Regions from separate parts of the Triticum aestivum genome. Here region 2 is linked to region 1. The links are chromatin contacts, called in public Hi-C maps. All regions are on one chromosome and are shown on one strand. The core of a region is the stretch at or near the end of the contact, and the rest is flanking DNA. Distances in the headings are between cores, read along the strand shown.

Region 1 (4,978 bases), core at 1,032-3,531:
AGGTTGATTAATTTACATGAAGAATTGCGTGGAACACACTGATAAGGGAATTGAGCAGTAATCCTCACAAGCCAAATCGGCGAACGACAATACCGCAGCTAAATAACACTTGCCTTTTTAGCAAGTTCCCCTTCGCCTGGTAGCTCCAGCGAGCCTTCTGGTGTTGCCGTTTTAGCAAGCTCCCCTTCCCCTGGTAGCTCCGGCGAGCCTCCAGGCATTGCCGTCTCCGCCTGTGTGGCCCCTTGAGGAAGAGCAGGAGTGACGTTGTTCACCCAGTGCTCTACAAGCCTTTCCACAGGCACCTTGATCACATCACGGCGAACACCCATGTCTGACACATATCGCCCCACGCAGTACATGCCGCTTGTCACAATTGCCAGACCACTAGCACTAGTTGTCAGGAAACGCAGCGGCGAAGAAGCCACCGCACTGAATGCAGCCGTCAGGGACGCCAGCTGCCCACTGCGCCCAACGCTGTAAGCAGTCTCGACAAGCAGCTCCGTCTTGCAGTATATCGCGAAGTCCTCACAGTTGTTCTTAAACAGGCTATACATGCCAAAGCCATTGTTGAGGAGGTGTTTGGCACGGTGGACAACAAGCTGAGCAGCGTCAGAGGGTGCCATAGTGCAGGTTCCTCCACGTGCTTTGGCAAGGAAGAAAGGGGGCGACACAGCATAGTCGAAGAGGTAGAGACTGCCCCCGTCCAGGAAGCAATCGAGACAGGACATTATGACGCCCTGAGGCTTGATGAGGTGCCCACATTTCTCACAAGGAGGGCCATCCGCCGTAGTCGGCGATGAGCTGAACAGAAACTTGTCTAAAAATGTCCCTGTCCCAATTTCATGTCCAGCCGCTCTCGTAAAATGGATAACCATTCCATCTCCAGCATATATCCCTGAAAAATGGAAGATCAAACTAGTCAGTACTACAGTAGTATTATTTATGACAACATATTAGCACATGTGTACAAGCAAACAAGTCAAGAGAACATCACGAACAAGTATTGCAGTAAGGAGCGTATGCATGGCGAAAACTAGCAAGCATAGGCAGCACGAGCGTGAGCGAAATGCGGCTTGAGAAGGAATATATCAATCTATAAGATGCTATTCAAAGCCCACTAGTCTAACAAACGGCAAAAGCTTTGCAGGCCTTTGTATTACATAGAAAGCAGTCAAAAGCCAAATTACAAATGTACGGGATGGCCAAAGCTTGCAGTCGATTCTTAACAGTCCAGATTGAACAATCACGAGCACAACTTCCGCTATATCTGAGTCACATAAAAGATAAAACTTGCCAACCCCTTCGCTCCAGCCTGACCTGAGTGCTCGCCTCACTGGGATCCTTGATGCCACATCCCACATAGCAGAGGAGATCCCAGACCATGATTACCATGGTGTCGAAAACTCAAGTGTTTCCCTTCCGGATTCGCATCCGCGCCCCATCCACCATGCCTTCAGTGGTGCTGGTGCTGCTGGGTAAAAGGAAAGGTGGCCAATCGTGCTTCGCTGAAGCATAGGCATCCACAGTTGATGAACCCAGACGCACTCGGCGAAGCAAGAATGAGCCGATCCACCGCTGAATAGCAACACTGGCAAGATCATGGTTATTGGGAACAACCCTCCTCATCACTCGACGAAAATCTTCCTCAATCGGGGCCAGCGGGCAAGCCTAAGAAACCATTTAGCCTAATAGTCTGATTCAGAGATGAGGGCATCTATTGTTGCAGGGCGTCTTCAAGGTGAGCCCGGAGGACCAGGCGCGAGATTAATGGTGGCAGGGTGCTTAATTAATCCTCGGCTAATTAACGAACCAATTGATAGAGATAGCTAGGGGGGATTGGTTGGGGCATTGAAGAATGAGGGGATTGGATTACCGACCGTGGTGGGCGTAGATGTAGGCGGTTCTCCACGAGTAGATGTGATCCCCGGCGGCGAGGGCCTCCCGGCCCACCCGATTCGACAGCACCCCCACCATCGACGAATCCAGCACTGGGGTCGAAATCGAAATCGAGTTCCCCAATCTGAAACGGCAGAGATCACCGGGGCTAGAGCATTACGGTCATCCTCGTCGCCTCGGCCCCGAGGTGTCGCTTGCTTAGCGGCAAAGGATGCCCTGGCTGGATGAACGCGGATGGAGACGGCAATCGGTTAGGGCTGGTTGCTTGGTTAGGTTAGGAAGCAAGGGCACGAGGAAAGCAGCCGTTGCTCCCGCGTCCGTGCCCGCGACCGCGACGACCACGACTCTCTTTCTCTCTCGGGTCGGGACTGCTGGTGTTTCCTTTTTTTTTTAGGATCTGCTGGTGTTTCCTTGTCTAGCGCAAATTATACGTGGCCATCCGCCGGGCCAGGCTTGACCAAGCCCGAGGTAGAAAACTCAGGCCTGAGCCCAGCCCGGCCCAGCCATCGGGCCTATTTTTCAGGCCCAAGCCCATCATTACAAAAGTCAGCGGGCCTTGGGTCGGGACTCTTCAGTAAAGCGCAAAAACAGCGGGCCCTGACCGGGCCCGATGTTCGGGCTCAAAACCTAGGCCCAGGCCCGGGGCCAGGCCGGGTTGAGCTTTTTCAGGCCAGGTTGTTCATGGCCAGGACTAAGCGCAATCATCTTTTCATTCATACGCTCTTATGTTTCCTTACGAACAGAGTTTTTTTTTTTCCAAAAATAAGTTTATTTTTTTTTTACAAAAGTAATTTTGGTTGTCAACCTGACGTTGCTAAAATACATTTAATCTTGAGTTTTACTTTAGGAAAGGCGCTCTAAATGTCAAGGTTGTGTGATATATATGCAACCTTGCGTCGGGTAAGATGAACTTGACATCCTTGAAGCTCAGGTCTCTTCTAATGCAAAAGTGCTTAGATGAGATGCTAAACTCATTGAAGTGTTTAACAACTAAAGTCCGCAATGTGTATATGCTTAACTTGTTGTACTTCCTCCGTCCCAAAATAAGTAACTTAACTTTGTACTAGCTTTAGTACGGAGGGAGTACCTAAGCTTTCTTTGTTTAATTATTTAACAACTAAATTCTCTCCAACCTCGCAAAAAAACTAAATTCGCTCATGCATTAGTGAACTTCCTTTATTTAAGTGTTTCGCGCGCTTAGCATTGTTTCTTCTCGGTTATCAAAGTGCTCTCTGTCCTCCTTAATTGCTTTACCATGTTAATTTTTTACTTATTTTTTGCTTATGTGGCATGCTTAACACATGCACACCATGGAGCAATGCGAAGGGCCTTATATATTCTGATCTATGTAAAATCAATGTTGTGTTGACAAAAGGTGAAAAATAAATACTTAATGACGTTGATAGATGATTTCACTAGATTTTGCTACCCGTATTTGTTCAAAACTAAAGATAAGGCTCTACACTACTTTACAATATACAAAAATTAAAAATTAGCTTTAAAATCAAATCAAACGAGTTCATTCAAATCGTAGTGGAGAGTACTTATCAAATGAATTCAACTCATTATGTGAGGACATGGTATTACTCGTGAGAGAACGTCTAAGCATTTACCTTAATTGGTCAAATGGAATTGTCGAACGAAAAAAATTCATATTCTAGCATATTTGATTAACGTCATGTTAAATATTTAGGGTTTATGCAAGGCATGATGGAGAGAAAAAATTGATATTTTACCATATCTTGAAGGGCTTTGTGACTGATAGCTACTTTACCTTCCTTTTTGTTCTTGACTAGTAGTGCTCATGCACTATTAAAAGGGTATAGTTGGGAGGCAAAGGACAAGCTCAAGTCATGATCAAGACACCCCATTTCCTAAACCGAACCCAAAGCCAAATAGCTCAACGAATTCCCAAGCCAAAAGTTGTAAAAGTGCAACTTCAAGTTGGTCGAAATCTCCATTCATGCATCTGCGGTGCCAGAAAAGGACTTATTTTCAATTGGAGCCCGCAATTCCTCCGGGACTTCTTGGGCTAGAGCCGAAGTCTCCGAGTCAGTCTCTGGTTGCTCTTGAGCGTCTACTGGAGTATCGAGGAAAGGGGTCGAAGTCTCCGGGGTACCCAGTTCCCGGTTGGTGCTCTGGCAGCGGGGTGATGACCCAGCCGGAGCCTTTGGCTCCTCTTCTTGCTGCTTTTGGGTTGGATCCGAAGCATCCAGGTACATCTGCCCAGAGCCTTTAGGCCTGGCTTCAAAGCCCGATGATGACTCGCTATTTGGCTCTGGCTCATCTTTCGAGAGCTAACCTTGTGCCTTAGGGCCATTTGGGTCAGAGACTACATGTCAGGACCTGACATCAGAGATGTGTGCAAATATAGTCATTCCATTAGCAAATGCATATCAAAGATTCCAAGCCCCTCCACACAACATGCAAGTTATATACATACACGTAACATGCATGCTATGTGGGTGAAACAACATGTAACACAACATATAACTCTACAACAGAACTGCAACATATATAGACAACAAATTTGAAACAGTAAAGTTTTGCAAATTAATAAATACAAACAAGGATCTCACAATAAGTTGTAAATCTCAGAGCGGGAACATAAATATATCTTACACCTGTAATTTTAACAAATGCCTTAAGTAGGCTACAATAAAGCATATGGCAACCATAATCCTCCCATACCACTATCTAAGATAACCATAACTAACGTCGTCTTTCATCACTAAAGATCACATGTTCCAAATGCTACCATCTGCTTTGCATCATCCACGTCAAAAGAATAAATAAAGCAAGGTGAGTACAAAGGTACTCGCAATACTTACATCAGAATAATTCTAGATACACATGTGTTAATGAGGGCTATTTGTGGACTGTTTGAGCAGAAAGCAGCAAACCCTAATACACTACTATAAGCAGAAGTGGAGCGACTATTGAGAGTATAAGATGAGAAACATGAGATTGAGTACCATCTATCTTGGACCACCACAACAGTACACTACCATGAATACCCCCTTGACTCACCAGTGAGGAAGCAATCCATGGCACTCACACTTATCTCGCAATTTTAAAGTAT
Region 2 (4,923 bases), core at 2,130-4,629, 220 kb before region 1:
GTTGCATCGCCAGCCGCTAATTTTCTTGAATTCATTTGTAGTGCGAGTGTGCGCTGCAGGATTGCTTTTTGGTGCTGCATTTGTTTGGGAAGTCAACTCCGGCTTGAGAATCCTATTGCTGGATTTGGATTTATTTGCATTTGAATGCAGTGTAAGACTTTTTTTTGTCTACGATTTTAGCAGTAATATGCTAGCAAAAATAATAAAACAATTCCCAGTCAGGTTAATTTAGGTTTGATTGATGTAAACAAATTTTGAACTAAGCCTCATCAAAGGGAAATAAAATATGATCAAAACCCAATCTCACTGAAAACGACAACTTTCAGCGAAGGAGATCAAGCATATGCGACAGCATTTTCAGAGTTCCAAACCGTCCACAGGTCCTACCATCATACACCAGTTTCCAATCTCCAGGGTATCACCTTATCAGGAACGCAGCAACATCACTCAAATTCAAACAAACTACACCTCCGTTGGAAAAACATTTCGACATAAGTCGGAACAACACACTCAAAGCTCAGTCTTTGTATTGAACTGTGGAGCCATCATGCAATGATGAAAGGGAGCACAGTCAACATGAATGCCTCGTAACTGAAAGTTGCAGACCCGGAGTAAGCTGTGTCCTTCTCCTTGAACTTCTCAGTCAGACCCTACAGAAGTATGAAACCAATTAGCGGGTGAACTACAGAACATTAATGTGTTAGTTTGTGTAGTATAATGATGGGAAATACCTTGACTGTAAGGCAACACCTGCATACACAAACAAACAAAGAGTTAGGACTGTTATAAACCAAACTGAACTTATCAAAATGTATTTCACAAAACCAAGCAGAAAATAGAGCCAAATAGATGGACAGCCATTTTTTCATTTTTGAAGCTTCAGAACAGTTGGGTGCATCTTTAATTCATAAAACGGAAGAAACCAACTCAACAATTTGAGTTCATAACATAATAGAAGTACCAGCGAGTTACAGACAATTGACTAATAATTGCACCATAGAGATATGTGATTCCACCATTATATGAACAAATAAAGTTATCAGAGATTGGATATTATAAAAGCTTGTACTGTTTTTCTGGAATAATTAGCCAAATTAAATTGAAGGAGAGTAATCTTACTCAATAAAGTTATCATATTCAACTGCTTTGCTCATGCCCCCAGTCTTGTCGAATTTAGACACGAGCAAGTCTAGCACAGTTGGAGAAACTGAATAACCCAGACTGAGAAGAGCATCGCGCAGCTCCGATGCATCAATTTTACCACTTCGGTCACGGTCAAACCTCTCGAATATGGACTGCACAAAAACAATAGGAAATGGACAGGCATGGTTAGTACGTATTTCATTAGATCAGCTGATTAGTCCGCACAAATAAGTAAAGAAAACTTGAAGCCATAGCCACTCACCCTCCAATTCTGAAGACTGTAAAAAACAGAAGTAAACTCCTTGGGCCCTGCAAGAATCAGAGGCACAAATTAAAAACTGAGAGAGGTCAACGAGAAAGAGCTGAAATAGATATTAAGGGCAATGCTGAATTCGAAGTTTCACCCCAAAAAAATCAGATCAATTCTACTACTGGTATGTGAAAGACGGCACTGATATTAGAGTTCAGATCAATCAAGTAGTTCAGAAGTAATTGTGGAAGCTCCACACAGAAAAGGAAAACACCCAAAGAAAAGAAAACACGAGATAAGATTTTTCTAACTCAACAGGAATCTAAAAAAACTTACTACCAAAATCAAGCATAAAGGAAGCGCATCAGGCCACAAATTCAAACTGTGCCGAAGTTAGGTCAACTCTAAACCCCAGTTGACTTACATACCAAGTGGATCAATCCTGCAATAAATTGCCGACACACCAGAGTTTCATCGCAAACAGAAAAAAAAAAGGCTTGACGGGTAGGACAACATTTGCACAGGTCTAACTTGAAAGGCATCCCAAGACAAATTAAACTTTCACTTAGATGTTATACATAAGATATATTTTTCTCAGGGATTCCTACTAGTCCTTTTTAATCAACATCCTTTTTTTTTACTACTGGCGGCATAATATGCAATAGCTCATACTATTTCAAGTGTCATCAGATATAAGTATCATCTGGTAATGATTCTTGATAGTATTTTATTCTTCATATGCATGCTGGTGAAGTCTAAACACCATAGCCACGGATAAAATAAGTGTCATCAGATATAAGTATCATCTGGTAATGATTCTTGATAGTATTTTATTCTTCATATGCATGCTGGTGAAGTCTAAACACCATAGCCACGGATAAAATATTTTCAAATCTAGTAGTCTATAAATTATTATGAATATATGTATACTTTAAGTGTTTGAGTAAAGGCCAAAGCAGTGACTGCAAACTTGTCAGTGTTACAACTAGAACATCGGCTATCACACAAAATACATACTGAATTTCTGAAAAAAAAATGCTCATTCTATCTTGCATACAAGACCAGCCTTTTGATGCCACATGATAGCTTGTTGCCTAGAGTGTAGTGCTGTGCCCTTATATCACCATTAAATAGCATTCCCATGATGAACAAGGTTAAACAGGATGTAGGGATTTACTGTCTCAAATAGCATGTAGAGAATTCACATATCACAGGAACTTGTATTAGGAAATGCAGCTCTCTTTTTTCTTAAGGGAAGGGAATGATTGTGGTTTTCCTTGTGATAAACTCAATTATTGATTTCCCAGAAGGAGCCTCATTGTTTGATCCAACTGTATCAAACAGCAGGGCATATGCCCACAGACTGAAATACCAGGCGAGCCCAAGTTGTGCACTGTTGTACCGAAACCTTTCTCCACAGGAACAAACAATAATTGTTGCAAGATCGCAGCTACACGAAAAAGCGGAGAGGTGCTAGGAAGGAAGAAGGATGCGCGTAGAGGGGAGTGTGATTACCGATCCTGCGGACGTTGGTGTTGGTGAAGAGGTACATGAGGAGGTGGACGGTGCGGAGGCTAAAGCTCTGGTTGTAGCCGGAGAGCGCGGACTGCAGCTCCTTGTCGTCGATGGTCCCGCTGCCGTCGCGGTCGGCGGCCTGGAAGCACGCCACCACGTTGGGGTCCGTCCCCGGCGGGAACGCCGACGGCACGAGCGCGGCGAACGGGCTCCCGTACCCGCCAGCGGCCCCATACGGCGCTGCCGCGGGGGGCGGGGCCCCGTAGGGCGCCGACGAGGGAGGCGGGGCGCCGTAGGACTGGCCCGCGGGCGGAGCACCGTAGCCTCCGCCGCCGCCGTAGGACTGGGGCTGGCCGGCGGGCGGGGCCCCGTAGCCGCCGCCGCCGTAGGACTGCGGCTGGGAGGAGGGCGGGGCCCCGTATCCGCCCCCGTAGGACTGGGGCTGGGTGGAGGGCGGGGCTCCGTAGCCGCCTCCGCCGCCGCTGGCGCCGTAGGGCTGGGGCGGGGAAGCGTAGTAGGGGGAGGAGGCCTTGCCTTCCTTGGGAGGCTTGTCGCCGTAGGGCGGGGCCGAGGGGGCGGGCGAGGAGCCGTAGGGCGGAGGGGCCCCGTAGCCGCCTCCTCCTCCGGCGCCGCCGTAGGGGTAGCCGGACATGGCCGGGCGATCGCGCGGCGGCGGTGCTCGGGGAATTGGGTGGGTGCGGGGAATAATCGCGGCGGGGTCGTCTGGCCTGGTGCTTTTTGGGGAGGCTCTCTCAACTTTTCGAACGGTGGATGAAGGCTGGCACCAGTTTTTATGAGACGAGGGAACGGGACAAGCGTGTGCGTGCCTTTGCTTTGATGACTCGACGACGCGCAGGGAATGCATATCTCCGAGTATATCTCCCTCGGCGGAATAAATTGCATACAAGTATCACAATTAAGGCATTGGAAGCAGATTGATATCAAGATTGGTAATTTTTACGTATCAGTACCAACTTTGGGGCGAGGCGTTGCAAAAGAGGCTAAAACAACTGTTTATACGTATTGACACGGAAACTGACCGGTTGGGCCCGCCTGTCGGGTGCTGACATGGCATGTTTTTTGCAAAAAACTCCTAGGAATCTCCTCTCTCTCCCCCGAACGCTCTCCCCCTCCTCTGTCTCGATCTCTCACACACACCCGACGCCACGTCAGCAGTTGACGCCGGCGACCAAAGGCACGGCGGTGGCACGCCGGAGTTGCTCGGGATGGCGCTAACAAGCACCGCTTCGCGCGTGGTTTGCGGCTATGGCGAGCTGGCGGTGCGGCGCATCTAAAGGAGGCAGCGGGGGGTGCCGGGGTGCAGTGTAGCGGCGGCGGCGACGGGCGGAGCGGCGGCCGGGTGCGGGGATGCGGCTGCAGCGCTCGAGAGAGCGAGTTGGGGTGCGGGTTGGGTTCCTGGCGAGGTCTGGAGCACGTCTACGTGCCTAGGAGCGACGAACACGGCCTCTGGCCATGGCGGTGAGGAGCTCAGGCGGCGGCGCGAATCGGTCGCCGGCGGAACGGTGGCCATGGCGAGAAAAGGAGCACGGGAGCAAGGGGAGAGGAGGCAGGGGCTCACGGCGAGTCGGTTGGAGCAGACGGCGAGCTCGGGGGAGGTCGGACGGCGTCGAATCGTCGGCGGTTGTCGTCGGATCCCGCGGAAGAAGCCGAAGGCGAGGACGACGGCACGGGGCTCCCGGCGTCACGTGGCTTGGCGATGAGGAAGAGGGCGTCGCGGCTGAGCCGTTGGATGGTATGGAGAGGGGTAGGTTGGACGGTGGCCACGGTGATCGTCGTCGGTGGCGACGGCCGCGTTCGGGTGTGTGTGAGAGATCGAGACAGAGGAGGGGAAGAGCGTTCGGGGGAGAGAGAGGAGACTGCAGAGAGTTTTTTTGCAAAAAAACATGCCATGTCAGCACTCGACAGGCGGGCCCAACCGGTCAGTTTCCGTGTCAGTACGTATAAACAGCTGTTTTAGCCTCTTTTGCAACGCCTCGCCCCAAAGTTGGTACTGA

What was found. A called contact is a pair of places that touch in the nucleus more often than the background predicts.
Region 2: a contact with region 1 is called in a Hi-C map of leaf, with 5 times the contacts expected there. The contact joins the promoter of LOC123120347 here to the promoter of LOC123120344 in region 1. A contact is called at or near these places in 2 of 5 Hi-C or Micro-C datasets (leaf and an unstated tissue) and 1 of 1 datasets of contacts at active chromatin or transcription factors (leaf).

Annotation. Positions count from the first base shown.
Region 1 is chr5D:231,480,405-231,485,382 of IWGSC CS RefSeq v2.1, reverse strand. It overlaps LOC123120344 (protein LEAD-SENSITIVE 1), which reads right to left and starts at 2,281. Exons shown (of 4, transcript XM_044540313.1): 1 at 1,878-2,281; 2 at 114-895. The coding sequence starts at 1,974.
Region 2 is chr5D:231,703,338-231,708,260 of IWGSC CS RefSeq v2.1, reverse strand. LOC123120347 (calcium-binding protein CBP) reads right to left here and starts at 3,379. Exons shown (of 5, transcript XM_044540316.1): 1 at 2,909-3,379; 2 at 1,406-1,452; 3 at 1,120-1,295; 4 at 732-750; 5 at 288-650. The coding sequence starts at 3,379. The coding sequence ends at 546. LOC123120346 (probable calcium-transporting ATPase 9, plasma membrane-type) reads left to right here. Exons shown (of 7, transcript XM_044540314.1): 7 at 1-231.